Linked DNA regions of Mus musculus: region 2 is linked to region 1. Evidence: chromatin contacts called from public HiChIP or PLAC-seq data. All regions are on one chromosome and are shown on one strand. The core of a region is the stretch at or near the end of the contact, and the rest is flanking DNA. Distances in the headings are between cores, read along the strand shown.

Evidence for each region. HiChIP or PLAC-seq counts read pairs in DNA pulled down with a chosen protein or histone mark.
Region 2: a CTCF HiChIP or PLAC-seq map of the NIH/3T3 cell line shows a contact between it and region 1, with 8 read pairs. The contact joins the enhancer-like site here to the promoter of Hao2 in region 1. A contact is called at or near these places in 7 of 39 promoter capture datasets (the 3T3-L1 cell line, cranial neural crest, frontonasal cranial neural crest and 3 more), 1 of 15 datasets of contacts at CTCF or cohesin (the NIH/3T3 cell line), 9 of 484 Hi-C or Micro-C datasets (cerebral cortex, cortical neurons, embryonic limb bud and 5 more), 4 of 115 datasets of contacts at active chromatin or transcription factors (the NIH/3T3 cell line, embryonic limb bud, embryonic stem cells and 1 more) and 1 of 9 other capture datasets (embryonic stem cells).

The regions. Positions count from the first base shown.
Region 1 is chr3:98,889,696-98,894,999 of GRCm38.p6, forward strand. It overlaps Hao2 (hydroxyacid oxidase 2), which reads right to left and starts at 3,535. Exons shown (of 9, transcript NM_019545.4): 1 at 3,458-3,535.
Region 2 is chr3:99,232,047-99,236,854 of GRCm38.p6, forward strand. No RefSeq gene overlaps it. Among named protein-coding and RNA genes, the nearest start is that of Gm38468, 2.5 kb to the right of the region's middle. Within about 2 kb of position 1,860, at least 31 of the 459 cell types and tissues checked have an H3K27ac peak or open chromatin away from gene starts, as enhancers often do. A contact at or near this core is called in the NIH/3T3 cell line and trophoblast stem cells, where this site is marked.

The DNA.
Region 1 (5,304 bases), core at 2,285-4,784:
CCTGAGCACATTTTCAGAAGCACCTTGACATTCCTTACTTACTTTTCTTTTACTCTATGGTGTTAGCAATTAAGATTGTTATTTTCCATAATCAACATTCATGCAATAGAGTGTTTAGAAAGATTAAGGGACTTCCTGATTTAGTTAAGCAATGGGATAATTTAATTGTGCATATTGGGAATAACATAATTGTTCCTTCATAATAAAAAGTAATAGTAATTAATAATGATGATGAAGATACACTGCAGCCATCTGTCTAGTGTGCCATGAGACTAAGCACACTGTGCGAGTAGCTTAGGTATTCTAATGCTTTAATTTTCATTGTCATCCCCAAATGAAAATATTACTACCCTCCATTTCACAAGGGAGAGAAAAATTAAAACACTTCATACAAAAATCACACATCTAGTAGTGTATTCTGACTTCAGATGCCTGGCTATTAATCACTATGAAAAGAAGTGTTTATATTTGTGCCAAAAGTGGTTTATGGTATGGCAAGTACCTAAGATATTTGAAATGTCTTGGTCACGTGTAGCATATTACTTCCTCTGGCCACATTACTTCTCTACCAGAAAGTATAAAGTTACCAGATAAGTAAGCAAACAAGTGGCCAAGCAACCAAATGACAAAACAAAAAACAAAAAAAAACAAAAAAATAAAGACAAACAAACAAACAAAAAAACCGCATCCAGATGCTCACTAAAAATAACCTGGGCATTCAAATCCATCTCAGTACCTTACAAAACATTCTCCCACATACCATCACATTTGACCCTCACGATACAGAGTTATAGATTTTAAAAACTGGTTCGTCCTTGATGTCCTTGAAGCCACATGGAGTGGTGTAGAAAGGAATGCAGTATCAACTGTGCAGCACAAAGTGAACTCAGTCAAATCTCACAAAGTTGAGCCGCTGGGCGGGATGTCCTGACTGACCCCAGGAGATCACTGTGTTGCTTCTCTTTCCTCAGGAGAGGGTTACAAACATCATAGGCTGAGAAAGCCCAAATGTTCCAAAATATAAAATTGACTGCCAGTATGATACTATTGCATTCCTGACTTTACACAGTGACCTGCAATCAGAATGCAATGCATGCAATGACCTTCAGAATATGAGTGAAGTACAAGTGAATCAGGTTTTTAGATCTCATGTTCATGCCCAGGGTGTCCCATTATGCATGCACAAATATTCCACTACTATAGCTGTATAACTTCCTGATCCCCTAGACTATTAACATTTCCCAGTTTTTTTTTTCCATTTTTTATTAGGTATTTAGCTCATTTACATTTCCAATGCTATACCAAAAGTCCCCCTTACCCACCCACCCCCACTCCCCTACCCACCCACTCCCCCCCTTTGGCCCTGGCGTTCCCCTGTACCGGGGCACACAAAGTCTGCGTGTCCAATGGGCCTCTCTTTCCAGTGATGGCCGACTAGGCCATCTTTTGATACATATGCAGCTAGAGTCAAGAGCTCAGGGGTACTGGTTAGTTCATAATGTTGTTCCACCTATAGGGTTGAAGATCCCTTTAGCTCCTTGGATACTTTCTCTAGCTCCTCCATTGGGAGCCCTGTGATCCATCCATTAGCTGACTGTGAGCATCCACTTCTGTGTTTGCTAGGCCCCGGCATAGTCTCACAAGAGACAGCTACATCTGGGTCCTTTCGATAAAATCTTGCTAGTATATGCAATGGTGTCAGCGTTTGGATGCTGATTATGGGGTGGATCCCTGGATATGGCAGTCTCTACATGGTCCATCCTTTCATCTCAGCTCCAAACTTTGTTTCTGTAACTCCTTCCATGGGTGTTTTGTTCCCACTTCTAAGGAGGGGCATAGTGTCCACACTTCAGTCTTCATTTTTCTTGAGTTTCATGTGTTTAGGAAATTGTATCTTATATCCTGGAGAGATGGCTCAGCGATTAAGAGCACTGACGGCTCTTTCAAAGGTCCTGAGTTCAATTCCCAGCAACCACATGTGGCTCACAACAAAGACAGCTACAGTTTACTCATAGAAATATAATAAATGAACCTTTGGGGCTGGCAAGATGGCTCAGCGGTTAAGAGCACTGACTGTTCTTATGAAGGTCCTGAGTTCAAATCCCAGCAACCACATGGTGGCTTACAACCATCTGTAATGACATCTGACACCCTCTACTGGTGTGTCTGAAGACAGCTACAGTGTACTTACATTTCCCAGTTTTTAAAGACAGATGGGTTTATATGGCTAATCTGCCCAACTGGTTGAGTGTGGTTCTGCCATGGTAGTTCATCTTCCAAAATCCATATCTATGAAATAAAGGCAGCTTGGATTTCCAAATCTCTACTTGGAAAGGGGCAGCCTTATAGGCCAGATGATTTTAAACAAATATGAACAAATGAGCAAATATGTATTTGTACATATACATTTTTATGTTAATCCACTGATGTTTTAGGGTGTATTTTACAACAGTGACTAGCTTTAACATGATATCTAGGCACTGCCCTAAATACTGAAGGTTAAGTGAAAAGCAAGTTTTTCAGGCTCAGCTTTTAAAATACAGTAAAAGTTGGAAGACGGGATTCAGTATTTCATTCTCAGTTTATTGGTATAATTTAGAGTTAAACATGAGTGTTTTCCTAGGGAGAACTACTGGAAATATGGAAAAAATGGTTCCCATTGCTTCTCAAAGGGGACCTCAGATGATTCCCAGTTATCATTTGTACAAGTTCCAGTTGCTACTAAGTTATAAAATCACAACATCACTATCGAGCCCAGGGTTCTTGTAAGAACTAAAGGATTCTGTAAAACTGAGAATGACGGAGTGGTTCCCAGTAAAGGCTTTAGGAGATGTGCATTCTGGGAGGTTGTAGAAGAACATGAAAGGTCCTTCTCCTTTCATTCTGTTTCCTGGTCCATCTATTCCACTCAAGTATTGGCTATCTATATGACAGTACCACCCTGTCTTGGTTCATCTTCTTCTCAGTCCTTCCCAGATTTCTGTGGGAACTGATCACAACCCCAAGAAGCCCTTCTACTGAAGGGAACTCACAACTGCTTCCAAAGAACAGAGTATCTCCAAATAAATGATACAAATTCTCTTTTTTGAAAAATATTAACTACTTCACTTATAAGAAGTAGACCTGTCACAACATTCTTTTTATGGCCAATGTTCCATGTAATGAGCACATTTAAGGGAAGGGACCTTTTAAAAGAACATATTTTGACTAATGTTTTCCCTAAGGATGCATACACATTCGGCTATCTCCAGGTTTAAATTCCCTGGACTGAACTTTTTATGCCAGCAGACTCTTTGATACTACAGCTTTCTTGGGTAATGCTTAAATGTGCCCACCCCTGCCACCTATCTCCATGTAACCTTCTTTGCCAAGCTCTCACTATGACTCCCCTAAATCTCACCCACTATTTCATCTTCTCCTCAAGTTCCAAGCATATAGAAAATACCCCAAGACAAACCTGACACTAAGGTCTTCCAATAGCCAGCAATAGCAGTATGTAGAGGTAGCCATGCAAAGCCTGCTACAGAGGCCCACCGTTCGGCTCTGAAGTAAAATATATTTAAGGATAAACATTAACCTTTTGGTTAAAAAGTTATCAAGGAAGTAATAAATAACCAGTTCAGATTAAAGTTAACCTTGACATAAACTTGAATGGCTTTGCAATATTTGCTGCCAAAACTAGATCTTTACAAGGTATGAAAATCCTGAAATTGTGTTATAAGAGTAAAGTTCTAAATAATAAAGTAGTTGCTTATTAACTTTCCATAAGGGAAGTTATGGTTAATGGTAGGATATAAGTGATTTCAGGTAGAGAGTTAAAAAATATACTGCAATGGGAAAAGGAACATTTGCCTGGGGTGTGGTAACTGGGTAGAGCAGATAATAGCTTCCAAGCCATGGGCAGGAAAATAGTGGGGACTCAGGACAGGGCTGCATAAGAATACTGTGGAGCTCTACATACTGAACTAGACAACCAAATTAATGCAGGAGGCAAACATTAATGTCTCTGACGATAACATGATTCAGTAAAGTAGGATGATAGCTTGTAGAACAAAATGGAACTGTGTGTGTGTGTATATGTGTGTGTGTGTGTGTGTGTGTGTGTGTGTGAGAGAGAGAGAGAGAGAGAGAGAGAGAGAGAAAGAGAGAGAGAGAGAACTGATTTCCTCAAGACAGTCTTGTAGAGTTCATTCAAGCTGACTAATTTATTAATTTCCCAAATCTCCCTTGTCTTCTTAGAGACCAGCTGTTATCAGGTGTTTCTGTATTGCAACAGCATGTGACGTTTTAATTGGTTACAATACACCACAAACATCCCATTAAATATTTTGATTGCCTCATGAGATACATGGATAGATGTTTCCCTCATTTTTCAGAACAATGAATGTGGTAAGCTAACCTGCTCAAAGCCATGACCAGTGTGAGGGTTAATCTTGACTGTCAGCTTGATGGGATTTGGGGTCACTTAGGCAGTGCTCCTCTGAGTGTGTACGGGTATGGGCATTTCTAGAGTTTGAGTGAGCTGAACAGATCTCATCAGGAAGTTGTGGGGCACCATCCCACAGGCTGTTACCCCAGACTTAATAAAAAAGAAAGCAAGTTGATATAGTGGCTCATGCTTGCAATCTAGGCATTCCAATGGCCAAGGCATCAGAATTTTCAAAAGTTCAAGGCTAGCCTGAACTACTTAGTGAGATTGAGGACCTCATGAACTACAGCATAAAGCCCTGTTCAAACAAAGCAAAGCAAAGCAAAGCAAAGCAAAGCAAAGCAAAGCAAAGCAAAGCAAAGCAAAGCAAAGCAAAGCAAAAACAGAATAAAACCAGACTGAACAAGCAAAACAAAACAAAAGAAAAATTGGGGAGCAGGAGCAGCCACCATTTTGCTTCCTGACTATGGATATCATGTGATCACCTACCCTCTGTTACCGCTATAATGGACTCTCCCGGCTCCCTTTTAACAGGGAGCACGAATAAACCCTCCCTTCTTTAAGTTGCATTTCTGGAACACTTTCTCATAGTGATGAAAAAAAATATGATGAATACAAACACTAATAAGTACAGTTAAGATCTAAACCCTACTTGACCTGAACACTGCTGTGGGAAAACTGCTAATTACGGTGGAAGTCTACCATTAACTGGATGGCCTTCTGGGGCTCAGCACGAATGGAGGACTCCCTCCATTAGCAGAGTTTCTCCTTCTCTGACCTTGTCTGGGGAATTCTAAGCCCCCCACACACACACACACTCACCTCTACTTGAAAAATGTCACATAACCTCAACTAGTTTATAAGATCCTTTCTCT
Region 2 (4,808 bases), core at 610-3,109, 340 kb after region 1:
GTGCGAATCTATGTTTCCTGTGCTTTTTCTTCGTTTTTTCCCCTGTTTTCATTTTTAGATGACTGTTTTCTAATGAGAAAGAAAGAAGTGATGTGAATTTGGGTGGAGAGCTGGGAAAGGATCTGGGAGAAGTTGGAAGGGAAACCATAACCAGAATGTACTGTATTGGGGGAAAACATCTCTTTTTGATTTTAAAAAAGGGAAAAAATGATGAAGATAGACTTGCAAATAATGTTTTAAAATGTATGTGGAAGACTAAATGGCTCAAAGAAGAGAGCATTGTGATATCTGGAAGAAAACCCAGCCAGCCAGAGGCACAGCAAAGTCAAAGGCCCTAAGATAGAGACAAGGCATACTTGACTCAGAGCAGGAAGGAATGGCTGTGGTCAGAAGAAACACAGGGTTTCTCTGTGTAACCCTGACTATCCAGGAGCTTGTTCTGTAAACCAGGTTAGCTTTGACCTCTGAGATCTGCCTGCCTCTGCCTCCTGAGTGCTGAGATTAAAGGTGTGGCCCCTACCATCTAACAGTATGACCCACTTTAAGCTGAGTCTTATCTTTATGGTTTTCCAATGTGACCAATTGTCCAATATGTACAATGTTGTTTATAATGACAGTATGACCATTGAGTCTTTGATCTCTATATTACAGTTTAGTGGGGGAAGAAAAACTTCACCTCATTAAAGAAAATCAACATCCCACTATCCAGCATACTTAATCCTGCTTTGAAGAACTCACTCTGCTGGACAGTGGTGGCACATGCCTTTAATCCCAGCACTAGGGAGGCAGAGGCAGGTGGATTTCTGTGAGTTTGAGGCCAGCCTGGTCTACAGACCGAGTTCTAGGACAGCTAGGGCTAGAAAAAGAAGCCTTCTCTTGAAAAACAACCACAGAAATAGCCCAAGAAATGAATCAGGTGGTGGTGCCAGGGCATGCCTTTTATCTCAGCACTCAGGAGGCAAAGGCAGGAGGATCTCTGAGTTCCAGGCCAGTCAGCCAAGGCTACACAGAGAAACCCTGTCTTTCGTGTGTGTGTGTGTGTGTGTGTGTGTGTCTTTAAACGTATATACATTAGAAGGATTAAAAAAAATTGAATTGAATTAAATACCCAGGTCTTTGGGAATTCCCTTGCATTGCTCTTCCCCAAAATTCCACAAGCAGATATTAATGAGTATCACCTGTGAGGAGCAGGACACTGTATCTGTCACGGGGAAACCACAGTAAACGTGATGGAGATTAAGACTATTCAGAAACCTTCACAGCCCACACTCTCTCAGGTCAAAAACAAACCCTCATATGTTTCTGTGTGGAGCATCCTTAACAAAAGCATCTTTAAAAATGTTAACTTTCCCCTTCATGAGGTGTTTTTTCAATCCTGTTATAAAAGTACTGAAGGTACCCTGGTGGGGGAGGAGGTACAAAGTCCTTGCGCTTGTAGTATAATAAAATGATTGAGCCCACCACTCTCTAGCCACTCTCCTCTGCCCTGGGAGCCCGAGGGCTCTCCCAGCTCCAGGCTTCCTGTGCCTCCGAAGCCCTCAGCTGGTCTTTAGCAGACATGATGACGTAAAGGAAAATGAATCCGGTCCCTTCATCTTTCTCCTCTTTCTACAGCATGAAGCTAGGGGCCCGTGGAGGATCTAATATCAAAAGGAAGCGGGCAATGCCACTACTTGGAGAGAAAAAAATAATTACCAAATTTCCTGAATAGTAAACAGCTTTAAGGGGGGGGGGCAGAAGAAAAAGCTCAGGCCTTTGATAACTTGGCCCCGGGTCTGCTTGTGAATACCTTAAGGGTTATATCATCAGACAGACTCCAGCAGCCCGTGCTATTGTTTCGAAAAGAGGAAACCAGGAAGAAGGTGAAAGAGAGAGTATATGGGTGGAGGAACACTGCCTCTTGGGGAGGAGTTTGATGTTGAAAGTGCAGTTTAAAAGGCTCACGGTAGTAAGGCTGAAAGACAAATTGGACGAATTATCCGAGTCTTCAAACAGCGGGGTTCTTGGAGCCGTTGCTCCTTCCTTGTGGAATTAATAAAAATGTGTGGATTCGGTGATTGTCCAGCTAAGATGTCATTAGCTACAAAGATAAGCCCGAAGTAGCCGGCCTATGTCATTCCGAAAACAATCACTTGGGGGCAGTCTTGTGACTGTTAAATTTCCTGTGTTGCTACGGTAGATTTTGCTACTTTTTCTTCCCTTTGCAATCAGTTTCTTTACCTGGGAATGATGGGGGAAGAGGGGAGGGCAACTTAGGAAGTAAACTTTACACGCTGCTGCTACATCAGCCAGGTGATGTCACGAGAACGCTCACACCTCTGAACAGTCACTACGGTTTTCCTTTGAGTCTTGGAAACGGAAAATTTCCAAGGCTGAGGAGGCCGGCGCTGTGGGGACAACAGAGCACAAACACCAGGGTTGTACCTGCATCACGGTGCACACGTGCCATGATCTCCCTGCCCCGGGACACAGAGTCAAGTCTGTGACCCTTGTGAACTAATAGAACCTGGTTAGCGAAGAGGGAAGTAGAGTGTGGACCCTAAGGAGCTGCTTACTAACTCCTCAAAGTCTAGATGCTGGCCGCTAGAGGTGGTTTCCCAAGCTGAATCTGGGCATCTTAGCCTCTCAGGCATTCCTGACCTGTCGCAGGCTGAACAGCATGCCCAGGGCCTGGTTCACCTTGTTGCAGAACCAGGCTGCGGCCATCGGCAGTAGTGCGAGGAGCTGTGGCGAAGCTGAGTCTAGCTCTTAGACCACACACCTCAAAACAGTCCAAGTGATGACAGTATCCGTACCTTTTGTCCTGATTTTGTTTCACATTCAAGGTGGTTAGTGATCTTGGATCTTAGTGAACCAGGAGATTAAAATCCCTGGGAAAGAAGCAAGATGTGGCCTCTCCAATACCCATGACTTAGGAACGCTGGCCCAGAACCCCAAGACCAGAGAGACTTTGCTTGTTTGTGGACTTGGAGCATCGCAGACTAGTTGAGAGCCCTAAGAGCAAACAGCTAAACCCTCGCTTTCCAAAACGGTGCTGGAGACTATCCCAGCGCTGGTGTCCGAGGAAGAAGCGTCCCACGGCTTCTCTCACGGACCTACCAGGCAAAATAAGATACACCCTCAAAAAATCCAGAAAATGGGAAAGGTCGGGGTGAGAACTCAGCTCTCCCTTTGGTCTGGTCTCAGACTTCAGCACTTATGCATCACGGAGGCCACCTCCAGCCTGCCACACAAATGAGATCCACGCAGTCGACAACTGAGATCACAGCTCCGAGGTCCGAGGAAATCGCAGGAGCTCACCCTTCGCTCAGACCCCTTGTGCTGTAAGGGTTAGGCCCTTCTAGAAAGAAAGGGGCAATTGTCTTGCAAATTCTGAGGGAAATGTAGTAAAAAGAAATAGTTAATGTTCAATGTGACATTTTTCCCCTCCAGAAAACTGAGACGTATGCAAGATCTCAGCCCCTCTTCATCTGTAAACAGCTAAACAAGACAATGGCTCGGGCTGGGGCTCAGGGCAGGCTTTCTTGGAGACATAGAGATCAAGTCCACACCGCCGAACCTCCTCAAAGGTCCCTGCCCTCCTTGAAGGGTGAAGAATCGCCCGGTGCCTCGGACCTGAAGGAGCCTGAGAACTCAGCCACACGAGAACTCAGCCACACGCAAAGCTTTATCCGATCAGGCTTCAGCAGGGCCGGACTAGAAACTCAGCCCGCAACTTTTTTTTTTTTTTTTTTTTAATTCCCCTTCACTCCCCAAGCAGTTGCTGCTCCCCTGGAACAAAGAGGATTCCTTTCTGTCTGTGTCTCAATCTAGAGGACTCTCCAGAGTCGCTCTGCTTTAGACTTCGTTGCGTGCGAACCAAATTGCCATGCACTCCTGCGAGACAAGCGGTGGGACAGCAGAGCTGCCTGCTGTGCACAAGGCATTCTGATGCGGTGGCACCAGGGCACTCCTGGTTCCTACCTTAAAGGGATAGGAGTCCAGACTCCACTTCCCACCTAGGTCTAGCGTTCTGGGACAATCCACCTACCAGTCTTTCACTGGCCAGTATGTTGGCCCTGCCCAGGAACTCAGGCCAAGAAAGAAAACTCGAAGTTAGAGCTCTTCTTAAGTGGTAGATTCCTGATTAAGTAACTTTAATGACCGGACACCACAAAGGGTGTGAGCCTGTCCCACCTCTGCTGGTTCAAAATGGTCCAAAATTAAGTGGGAAAGTAAGAGTTGGGCTTAGAAAAGGCGAGCCTGCTTGAGTCACCAAAAAGGTAAAAGAGATTGCTTTTGGCTTGAGGGTGCAGAATGGTATTTTCCTAGACATCATACTTTGGTTGAATGAACCATGAGGGGGTTGTGTGTGAGTTAGAAGGTCCGCTGAATCTGTGGTAGCAAAGTCACCAGTTAGCATGGCACAGTCCCCGCTGTTTTCCTGCTTTCACCTTAGGAGAACTGTAGCTAGCACTACTGTGTTTGAACCAAACAGGCATCAGGGCAAGACCTACATCACTTTTGCCCGCCCCACCCCTACCCACATCCCACTCTTACCTTGGCAAAGTTTTCCATTTGTGCGACTTTTTGGCTTGGCCAGGAGAGTAGAATTCAATGTCGCAGCCTAGGAATATGCTTGAACTAGCAGATATTTGCACCAAAGCCTTTAAGGCTTTCCATGGATTCCGTAGGACAACGGGGTTCATTTGCTGCCCCAGGCTGGTGTCTGCTCCCTTGATTATACAGTGATATAATACATAAATACATAAGGTGTGCAAAAATTAGTTTAGTTTTCTTTTCCCCCACAGGCATAGCATCCCAGCATT